Regions from separate parts of the Sus scrofa genome. Here region 2 is linked to region 1. The links are chromatin contacts, called in public Hi-C maps. All regions are on one chromosome and are shown on one strand. Each heading gives the region's core, a stretch centred on a gene start, on an enhancer-like site or on the middle of the called end of the contact. The rest is flanking DNA. Distances are from core to core; before and after follow the strand shown. Region 1 overlaps LIMCH1 (LIM and calponin homology domains-containing protein 1). Region 2 overlaps LIMCH1 (LIM and calponin homology domains-containing protein 1).

Evidence for each region. A called contact is a pair of places that touch in the nucleus more often than the background predicts.
Region 2: a Hi-C map of liver shows a contact between it and region 1, with 2.9 times the contacts expected there. The contact joins two enhancer-like sites. A contact is called at or near these places in 3 of 47 Hi-C or Micro-C datasets (all in liver) and 1 of 2 datasets of contacts at active chromatin or transcription factors (skeletal muscle).

What each region holds. Positions count from the first base shown.
Region 1 is chr8:32,505,363-32,510,822 of Sscrofa11.1, reverse strand. The region is part of intron 1 of LIMCH1 (LIM and calponin homology domains-containing protein 1); the gene reads right to left. Among named protein-coding and RNA genes, the nearest start is that of LIMCH1, 75 kb to the right of the region's middle. Within about 2 kb of position 2,867, at least 9 of the 83 cell types and tissues checked have an H3K27ac peak or open chromatin away from gene starts, as enhancers often do. A contact at or near this core is called in liver, where this site is marked.
Region 2 is chr8:32,715,821-32,721,280 of Sscrofa11.1, reverse strand. It overlaps LIMCH1 (LIM and calponin homology domains-containing protein 1), which reads right to left. Exons shown (of 35, transcript XM_021101157.1): 10 at 4,884-5,110; 11 at 4,809-4,881; 12 at 1,693-1,935; 13 at 573-902. Among named protein-coding and RNA genes, the nearest start is that of PHOX2B, 130 kb to the left of the region's middle. Within about 2 kb of position 2,965, at least 3 of the 83 cell types and tissues checked have an H3K27ac peak or open chromatin away from gene starts, as enhancers often do. A contact at or near this core is called in liver, where this site is marked.

The sequences.
Region 1 (5,460 bases), core at 1,618-4,117:
TCACTGCTGTGGCTCTGGTTATAGCTGTGGTGTGGGTTCCATCCCTGGCCCAGGAACTTCCTCATGCCAGGGGCACTGTCAAACAAACAAACAAACAAAAAGCAAACAAACAAACAAAAAACCCACTGTGTTGTTTGAAGCAACTGAGATTTGAGTGTTATTTGTTACTGCACCATAACCTAGCACCGTCTAACAGATTAAAAAAAAATATATTCTGGAGAGTTCCTGTTGTGGCTCAGTGCGTTACAAACCCAACTAGTATCCATGAGGATGCAGGTTCGATCCCTGACCTTGCTCAGTGGGTTAAGAACCTGGCACTGTGGGGAGCTGTGGTGTAGGTCACAGATGCGGCTTGGATCCCACATTGCTGTGCCTGTGGTGCAGGCCGGCAGCTGCAGCTCCAATTCAATCTCTAGCCTGGGAATTTCCATATGCCGCAGGTGCGGCCCTAAAAAGAAAAAAAAAATTCTTTAAAAAATAAAACCAAGAAAGGAAAACATGATGACTACAGGTGGAATGACCATGCCTATTGAAGGCACTTTCCTTTCATAATTCTTTCTGGGTTCAAATCTGGGAACACTGTCTTACCGCAACCTGATACAAATATTATTATAACCAAGGTGAATATGTGTTTAAATCTTGCTGCCAAAGGCCAGAGTAGTCAGCATCACCTCTCAAAGATACTGAAATCTGTAGAGAACAGTCTGTTTGCATATCTTAAGCCAGAATAACAGGTTTGTTCCTCAGAAATGAGAACCCTTCACTCAGTGGCTAAACACAATCAATTTACATTCAAGCAATCCAGGGTCAGAGCACTAGAAGCAAACAAAAACAAACCAAAAACAAATGCTGCTTTGTAAAATAGAAATATTTAAAGAGCCCACGGGGAAAATGAGAACAATAAAGCTGTCCGCTGCCCCCCTCAAAAAAAAATACCCATAAGAAAATGGTATGCAGATGGACTATAATATTATAATATCAAAAATATGCCACCAAGTTAGGCAGAACGATTTCAGCAATCCACTTAAGCATTCTCCCTTTGCTGGAACTCATCCGGAGGACTGGCACCTGCTTTTTATGTTGCTGCTAGTGTTGTAAGCTCACCACTCTCTTCCTTCCCGAGGAGAGCGATTTTAAACAAGGCCCTTCCATGTGCAACTTAGAAAAGGAAAGGTCAAAAAGTAGGAAATGGCACCAGATGCTTGAGAGGGGATGGGAAGAATACACACAAGAAACCTATGAAAGTCTTGGGCAGCAGTGAGCCGCTATCATCATGACGCCATTCAACCCCATGCCTCCAGGTCTCAGCCTTTCCCACAGTGATGCTTTCTTCACAGTCACACTCTGAAAATGGCTCAGACACCGGGTGTAAACTCTATCATCTTTCCTTGACCCTACGTGAAACCATGCTCCAGCTTCGGCTCCTAGGACATCACTAACCATGGACGCTAGGTCCTTGGATTTCTGGAGTTGCAATGAACCTAAAAGACTGTCATCTTTTACACATGGGGAGGTTAAGCGACTTGCTTGAGGTCGCACACCTGAATAGCTAGAAGCCGCTTAGTGTCTCCAGATAGTCACCTTATTGTCTACCTTTTTTTTATTTTTCATTTTTATTGTTGTTGTTGTTTGGCATTTTAGGGCTGCACCTGCAGCATGTGGAAGTTCCCAGGCTAGGGGTCGAATTGGAGCTGCATCTGCAGTCTACACCATAGCTCGTGGCAATGCCAGATCCTTAACCCACTGAGCAAGGCCAGGGATGGAACCCACCACCTCATGGATCCCAGTCGGGTTCGTTAGCCACTGAGCCACAAAGGGAACTCCCTATTGTCTACCTTTGGCTCCTCAATTACTGGCTGTCTCTGCCACTTTTATTCCCGCCAATTATCTCTTATTTGAAATCAATCCCCTCCCCTGGAGTTCTTGACGCCAATTTGTCCTGGCATTATCCCACCTCCAGTTCTTTTTACTTTCTCTAAGAAACACAGTTACTAAGTGTCAGGCTCTGTTCTAAGTGCCTAAGACATGCTAAGTCCTTCAATCACTATAATATGGCCTGAGGACTATTACCTGCGCTCCCATTACCCTGCTAGGGCATGGAGGCTAAGGGACTTGCCCAAGGTCCTCTTTTGGGAAGAGGCAGAGCCAAGATTCAAGGCCTCAGAATTCTGTTCTTTACCGCTCCTCCACGCTGTCTCCCCCACTGCTGTGTCCCCTTCCCTCCCAAAGGTTAGAAAGTCAGCAGTCCCCCTGCCCCATCAAGAGGTCACCTTTGAGAATCTCAATTTCAGAGCAATCTAGCCATGGAGCTGTTAAGACCACCCAAGGAAAACGGCTTATTATCCCCCTGCACACATTTCAGAGAGATTTTTTTTCTAACTGCTGAACACACGGGAAGGTGGGGGGTGGGGTGGAACCCAACAGTAAACTATTCTTTTTTTCCAAAGGGACTCACCATTTGGTGGGTAAACAAGGTGAGAAAACAGAGCTAAGCCCCAAGGACTAGACAATGTGGTCTGAGTTAAAGATAAAGCCAAACTTGCACTGAATTCATCAGGAATGATTGATTGAAACTTAACTGGGGAACTCATTTGTTTGTACAGTCTAAAGAAGGAAGGAGTCCTGTTTTGGTAAGATAGCCCTAAGTCTGGCTTCTGTTTTATTTTTGCTATGTATTTTTGTACCTTGGGGGGTGGTGGTGGTATGAGCAGGAGTGCAAAGGTCTTCTGGCAAAAAACTCCTTTGTTAAAATCCAGAAAAACAAACAACCAGCATCAATGTTTTGGAACAGCCCACAGCTGCCCTGCTTTCAAACATTTTACCTTCCACTTATTTAAGGAAATGAGCACACAAAGGCTTCCAGAATTGGGTCTGACCCCGAGGAGGTCACTGCACCGGACCCACTGAGTTCTTGCACAAGACAGGGAGAGGGCAGCAGGGGAGGAGGGAGGAAATGGCCAGGCAGACTGATAAATACAAAAATGCTCACTCTCTTGACCCTCGGGCAGGAGGAAAACAAAATCCATCATGTGTGAGCTGGCAAAGGAAGCTTTACTTTGAGGACAAAATCCATGCAGTACTTAAAATGCCCATGACAGGGCCTTCCCGTGAGTCCGGAGAAATGAATAGCGCAGACAGGAAGACCCCAGACAGTTCATGGTAGAAAGAGGAAAAGAGCAGGAGGGGCAATGGAAAGGCTCCAAAGATTCCAATGATCTCAAGCCATCAGTGTCAAAACCTCTCTCTCCCCAAACTGTCCAAGAAAGGCTCAGATGTAAAATAAATGAGGTCTGGCCCCTTTCTTTGATGCTCAATCGGAAGCTCGAGGTATCAAAACTCATTCATCCATTGATTCCCCCAGTGTGAACGGCACTCCGCTTTCTGTGCCCGGGAACTGGGCGAGGCATTGGGGGCGGAGCCTGACTCGCCACATCTTCATGAGAGGTGCGAGCTCATTGGAATGTCATAGAAAACATCAGGCAGGTGTGCTTTTGTGTACCAAGAGTATAGGTGGATGCAATTTGTAACCCAGCATCCTACCTGCAATGATGATTTTAGATGAAAGGGAAGCCAACAATTGCTCAATAACTGTGAACTGTACCTGGGAGGGCTGAGATGGTCCCTTATTTCAACAAGGCTGAAGGAGTTTGTTTACAAAGACCTGTCAAACTGCACTCAGGAATGGGCTGGCTCTCTTAAGCAATGATGTTTCTGTGCCAACTCCAAGTCTAAAGGGGACAGCCCCTGCCAGGAAATGACAATTCTGTGTGGCGCCAACTGCAGTACATATTAGATCCTTTGCACCAAGAAAACAACCCTTTCCAAACCTCTCCTCCACTGTAGAAGGCAGTCATATGTAGGGAACCTTCAAAAGACTGAGTTACCAGAATTACTCTAAGCAGGTAATATTTCTAAAGTAAAATGACCAGGATATGGTTATGATTCATAAATTTCACTAACATCTCCTGTGAAACATCAATATGAAATACATCTTTCGCTATTACACAGAAGAATGTAGAAAAACCCTTTTTATATGCATACCATAAAAAGACCTCAGACTCACCTGGAATTTTATAGGAATCTTTTCACTCTCTCAGATTTCATAGTTAGGCGCGGTTTCAGATCGAAACTATTCACATGGACATAAATGTTCCTAAAAACAGCAGCACCTCAGACATCCAGCTCTCAGCTGTCTACAAACCCCCATTCTCTGAAACAGCCATGAAACTAGACATTTAAGTGTCTGCATATGTGGCAGAATCCCAGAAAAGCCTGTGACATGACGAATGGGTAAAAAAAGGCAGTGTGCTTGGTAGGTAACTGTTTTTTGAGTTTGGCAATTGGTGGTCCAAGCCAGTGTCCCATGGACAACCAGTCTTCAGGATGAAGAACTCGAAGTCAATATAATTGGTTTAAAAACAGCAGGTAACAGAGGTAGCAGGTAACAGAAATAGAGATAGGGTGGTAGGAAAGAGATCCCCAGAGAGTAATGAAAATGAGGGTAGAAACTGTGCCAATGGGAAGAGAAACAGGGCAAAACATAAGGCTGGGACCATTCATGGCATCACAACCCTTTACAGACATGAAGCCATTAGAAGGCATTATCTCTCTGTATTAAAACAAGTAAACTGGGAGTTCCCATCATGGCGCAGTGGAAACGAACCTGACTAGCATCCATGAGGATACAGGTTCAATCCCTGGCCTCGCTCAGTGGGTTAAGGATCTGGTGTTGCCATGAGCTGTGGTGTAGATCAAAGATGCGGCTTGGATCTGGCGTTGCAGTGACTGTGGAATAAGCCAGAGGCTATAGCTCCGACTTGACCCCTAGGCTAGGCACCTCCATATGCCCCGGGTTCGGCCCTAAAAAGGCAAAAAAATAAATAAATAACAAAACAAGCAAATCACTCTTTACAATGTTTCATGTTCAAAATCTTTTTAAATGTTCAGAAGAAAAATAGATAGGCTCTTCTCCATTTAAGAACCCATTTGTACCAGGCTGTTAAAAGCAGGTCACCATATTCCTCAAGTGGGAACCAGGAGAGGGACTGAGACATTTGGTGGCCAAGAGTAATATTTTCATAACAGAGAAACAGAATTAATCAGGATTCAACACAGACACCCAGAGGGAAGACCAAAGATGAATTTTCCTCTGATTTTCTCTTTGACAGTGGAACGTAAAAGAAATACAGATTTCCTGCAGGAAACAGAAAATAAAGGACATTGATGGCCACTCTGTCTGACCCAGAGGAATTCAGTTTCTTAAAGGCTGACTGGACAACATCCAGCAGCAACATAATCAAGAAGTAGTTGCAAATCACTGAGGTACATGGAAGGACTGGACCACACTGACCTGCCATATAGCGCAGGGAACTCTACCCAACATTCTGTGATAATCTATACAGGAAAAGAATCTAAAAAGAATGGATGTATGTTCATGTATAACTGAATCGCTTTGTTGTA
Region 2 (5,460 bases), core at 1,716-4,215, 210 kb before region 1:
CCTGCTGCCACGGAGGGCTTTACTTTGCTCCCACCATGTAGGAGGTGCTCAGGAGAATCCAGAATCTTATCAATGTTCTATGCCTGCCTCACGGAAGAAAGGCCAGCTCACAGAACCAGAATTCACAGCTGGAAGGCCACCAGAGAGGACAAGGACTGGTGACAGGCCTGCAAGGTCTTCTTCTAGGGAATCCCTCACGTATTTGGATGGTGATTTACCCAAGGAAATTCCTGACTCATAGGAACCCTCAGGAAAAGAGGCTTTTTTCCACTCAAGCTCTGTGCTAGAGTTTTAAAAAGTACAGGGTGGGGAGATATTTCCCTTTTTTTGTGTCCCTACGTAGATGTCCAAAATTTGTGATTCTGATGACAGCAGGATCAAAACGGATGCCTGTCATTTAACTTCACACACGTTTCCCCCTGGGGGGAACCTATTAATGTTACTTCTCCGCTAAGCAGCAAAAGAGCCTGTTAAAACTACGTCCTCTCTGGCGGTTTCTGTAACGGGCTTCAGCAAGCTCTTTAAAAGCAGCAGCAGTTCCCATGCAGATCTTGCGTAACGGTGAAAAATACCTGTGGTCATTTTGTGGACTGAGCACGGGTTCTTCCTTTAGGCTGGACGTGGCCGGCGAGGCAGGGGACACAGAGTCGGTTTGAATCGTGCTGCCATGACTGATGACTTCCTCTGCCTCCTCCCTCGGCCCAGCCTTGCCAATGCTGAGCCGCCTCCATGTCTGCTGATCTATCTCTGTCACTGGTCCAAAGTGCACAAACTTTTGCCTAGGCCCGGAAGCTTTCTCATAGGCCCTTGTCTTGCGACTGGCAAAGTCATCACGGATGGCAGTTTCCGCTTTAATTTCTGGTGAAGGCTCAGGAGCACACGTGTGCTCAACATCGCCATCCCTGGTCAGAACCAGAAATAAGTGCCAAAGGTTTCAAAGTGAGTACTAATCACTGAAGAGTTTTGTTTTTTCTTTTCTTGCTTTCTTTCTTTTTTTTTAGGGCAGCACCTGTGGCACATGGAAGTTCCCATGCCTAGGGATCAAACTGGAGCTGCAGCTGCTAGCCTATACACACCACAGCCACAGCAACTCGGGATCTGCAACCTACACCATAGCCCATGGCAATGCTGGATCCTTACCCCACTGAGCTGGGCCAGGGCTCAAACCCGCATCCTCTTGGATACTAGTCGGATTTGTTACCACTGAGCCACAATGGGAACTCCCATTGAAGTTTTTCAAAAATACTGGATGTATGAAAAATACTTCGATGGCAAAAGTGGAATCACTTTTCCATTAATCAATCAAATGAAGACACGATCCTTGTCTTGCCTGGGTAAACAGTGCTTTCGAAATATCACTTGCAACATCGTAAATGATGGTATAAGAAAGCCTTAGGTACAACGGAGTAATTCAAATTATTTAAAAATCAAGTTTAAATTCCTTTCAGTAAACAAGCCTATAAACTCAGCATTCACAGTAAGTCAGTGGAATTAAAGAGGGTGTCTTCTGTGCTGGTGGCTTGTAACTTTTAGTGTTAACACGTTTCCACTCATGCAGCATATGCCCTGTGTTTTGAGAGGCACTTTTTCCTGGCCATAAAAATTTAAAAATAATAGAAGGATAAGTATTTGATTCTTTCAAAGTTAAATGAGACCACTGTTAGGGAGAAACCAGGAGAAAATATGACACACCTCGTCTTTCCTGACACTTTCAGCCTCTCCCACGTCTCCAGGTCGGCTTCTGTTATATTGGACACGGTGACAAAGCTCGGGGCCTCGCGGTGAGGACCAAGCCTGCCCTGAATCCTCCGCTGGGCCAGGTCATCTTTGTAAAGATCGGGGACCTTCCTGAGTCCCTCGCCTGCAGGTTCATGCTCCTGAGCCCGCACAATACAGGTCACCCTTGGCTTCACCTCTTCAGTGTGGCCCTGGTTTCTGTCAATTTGATCCAGTCAATTTCCCCGCGTCACCGGAAATATCAGGTTCCAGAAAGGGGAGCAGACAAACAGCATGTCAGGCACGGAAGCTCAGAGGCGGAGGACAGAACAGGATGAGGGAAGCACCTTCCCCTTTCTCAAAAACATGGGATCAATTGCAAGCTCGATTCCTCAGGTCTCTGCTACCCTTTTGACACTGTAACGAGACAGTGTTCCCACCAGATGACAGTTTCTAGTTTGGTTTTGGAAGAGAAGCCAGGGCTCGCGGAAGACTATTAAGAATGGTAATGGGATGTTGGTTTAACAGCAACGATGCCCAATTCCCACACTATTCAAGTTACTAGAATGAATTCAAGTTTTCTGATTGAATCCGGGAGCCCTCCTGGAATGTCCTTTACTGCAGCAGTAAAATGTTAGTAACGAGCTCTGCATGATCCAAATTCTAGGATTAGTGTGGAGATGGCTGGGACATTGTTCACATATTAAACGTTTCAGCTATAAACCCCTCGCACTGCCAGAAAGTACGGGTAGGTCAAGGCTGAAGCGAAAGCTTCAGTGTTCAGATTCGGCCCCTGTCTCGTGAGAGCATTGATAAGGTGTGGCCAGTGTAAACTGAAGAGGCTGTCTGCTTTACCTGGATCCACAGAGGCAATTCCTTCTTGTTTCTTGTGTCGGGAACGTTACTAATGCTAAAACTGATCTTTTCAGTCTTTTTTCCTAAGAAGTGAACATTAGATGGCTAATGTTGACAACACTGTCATTTAAACCGAAGCTGTGGCCTCTAAAGGCACACTCTGTCACATTCAGAGTCATTTTCCAACTAAATATGTTTCTTGAGACAGAAAAAGCTCAAAAATATATATAAATAGTGCTCCTCAATTTTTTTTTTCCCAAAATATATCTTCTATGCCAGAAAACCAGAAAGTATTCTTTTGTAACCTGGGCCATGTGGTATTTTTACAGAGCCTATGCAAATATGAAGGTTACAAAACTTTCCACTGACTTTTTAGGTTGGGGAAGGGCATCAAGAGACAGTGTAGCAAAGAGCCACGAGGGAGCGTTCTTCTGTTTTAAAAATCAGTTCTTTGATGCGCTCTAGAGAGATCACGGGCTGTTCCAGACCCACAGCTGTGTCCCCAAACACAGCGTCAGGTGACAACAGATAAATGGGGCTGGAAATATCAGGAATTAAAATTGCATGGAGGGGACAGGAAAAAACGGAGGTGCAAAAGCTACTCCTTTTCCTCACTCAAGTTGCTGATTCCCATCAATATGACTTGATGCTGGTCAGTTATCCAGAAGCCTTTGTTTCACTTGCAACAACTGATCCCTCCCACAAGGCCTTCTGAGGATGGTCTGTTACAGACAAGCATGCCAACCAGAACTGCAAAGACCAAAAACCTCCTGAAGCTATAATGTGTCCTATTTAAAAATGCGCCAGGTCTTTTGTGTTTAATGTCCAGAGACCTTCCATGTCTTTTGTACCTGGTACTTCCTACACTAAAAAAAAAAAAAAAAAAAAAAATTAAAAACTGTAAAAAACACCAACTACTCCACTGATCTCAGTGGCTCTGCCCAAAGGGCCATTTTAATTGTATAGAACGCAGTTGAGATATTTATATTCTTAGTTCCATATACTTACAAACCTCTTAAGTGATAGCCAAAAACATGGCAATTAAATAATACAGATACGAACTCAAAGTTAATTTTTTTTTGGCTGCACTCACTGCATGCAGAAGTTCCTGGGCCTGGGATGGAACCCAAGCCACAGCAGTGACAAAGCCGGGTCCTTAACCCCTAGGCCACCAGGGATCTCCTAACTGATTTTAATATAAGGAAAAATACAAGAATGATGAACTCTGCACACTGAAAGTTAGCAGGCTGACTGATTGAATGCAGTCATATCCCTCTTAGGGTGAAAATCACTGGCCAAATCCCATTTCATTTAATTTCCCTTTCCTTACGTAAGAGGATGGGAGAAAAGTTGGGAGAAGGGAAACTCACTTAAAAATAATTTCTTTGATAGAACAAATAGAATTGTGTTATATATTTGAGAAGTTGGTGTTTTTTTTTGTTGTTTTCTTTGTCTTTTTGCCTTTTCTAGGGCGCTCCTGGGGCATATCAAGGTTCCCAGGCTAGGGATCTAATCAGAGCTGTAGCCGACAGCCTCCACCAGAGCCACAGCAACACGGGATCCGAGCCGCATCTGCGACCTACACCACAGCTCACGGCAACGCAGGATCCTTAACCCACTGATCAAGGCCAGGGATCGAACCTGAAACCTCATGGTTCGTAGTCAGATTTGTTAACCACTGAGCCTCGACGGGAACCCCATATTTGAGAAGTTTTTTGGATGAGAAATCTCTTGTCAGATGGCTGGGTGGTTGTGGTGGAGTGAGAGAAGAAATGGAAAGCCTCCTTTTTTTTTCCCTCCTAACATCTGAAAGGTGCTAAAAAGAGAGAAGAGCTCATCCCTAAGGAATAACTATGATTTCTGTCTGCAATGAATGGACTGAAGCAGCCTTGAAGGTGGCTGTTCTCTGATCAGCAATGGCCTGTGTTTATTTACCCCAGTAATGCCAGTCTATGACACCAGCACCTGTATGTGTGATGTGCCCAAATACAGCACATCTGCACACCGAAGCTCTGCATTTATGGGGTGAATTCAGCTCTACTTTGGACACGGCCACTCCCCTGCCGTCTGCACTTCCTTCCGGGAGATTGGATACCTGGAGTTGGAGTTCCACCTCAAAATAAACCAAGACTAGTCATTATATGCAATTAGGGCTGGAAAGAAAGGAACGGGGGTTATGATACAAATCACACTTGCCTAATTCTCCTCTCTCTCTCACACACACACAGAGTGCACACCTTTTATGTTCTAGATTTTTCTTTTCTGAGATTCCCTTCGAGAGCTGTTTGCTGCCGTCTGATTTCTCTGCTCTTTTTTCCGGTAAGGACCATAGAGAAGCTGATTCAGTGGCACCATTGGCTTGGTCTGGTTCATCCTGGCTCTTCTGGCAGCAAAGTCATCTTTCTCCAGATCCGGCAGTCGACATGCAACTTCGTCTTCTGATTCTGGATCTTTGCCACTTTGGTGGACCAGGAAAGGGTTTTCTCTGCGAAGGATAATGTCTCGAACAGCTTCTCTCTCGTCACTTAATTGCTTTTGACTGATAGAGCAAAATGAAATGGAACTCCACATGTGATCAGACCAAAACAGTTTCTAAATCCCCATCTCCAGGCAGACAGCTGTCTTGTTAGTGAAAGACAGTGAAAGATCTTCTCAGTTTTGTTAGGCCGGATGACATCCATTTACTGTTAGGCCATTGACATCCAGAGTGGCAGCATCGTTAGGGCGGGTTTCAAAACCTTGACTTCAGCCAGCGACTAGCAATACTAAAAAATTCATTTAATTCACAGGGCCCCATCAGCATCAGAAAGACAGGATCCTAAATGGCTCTGAAAGGAACAATCCAAATTCTTTTCATGAAATTGGGAAAAGTAGGAAGCATTTTGTTGT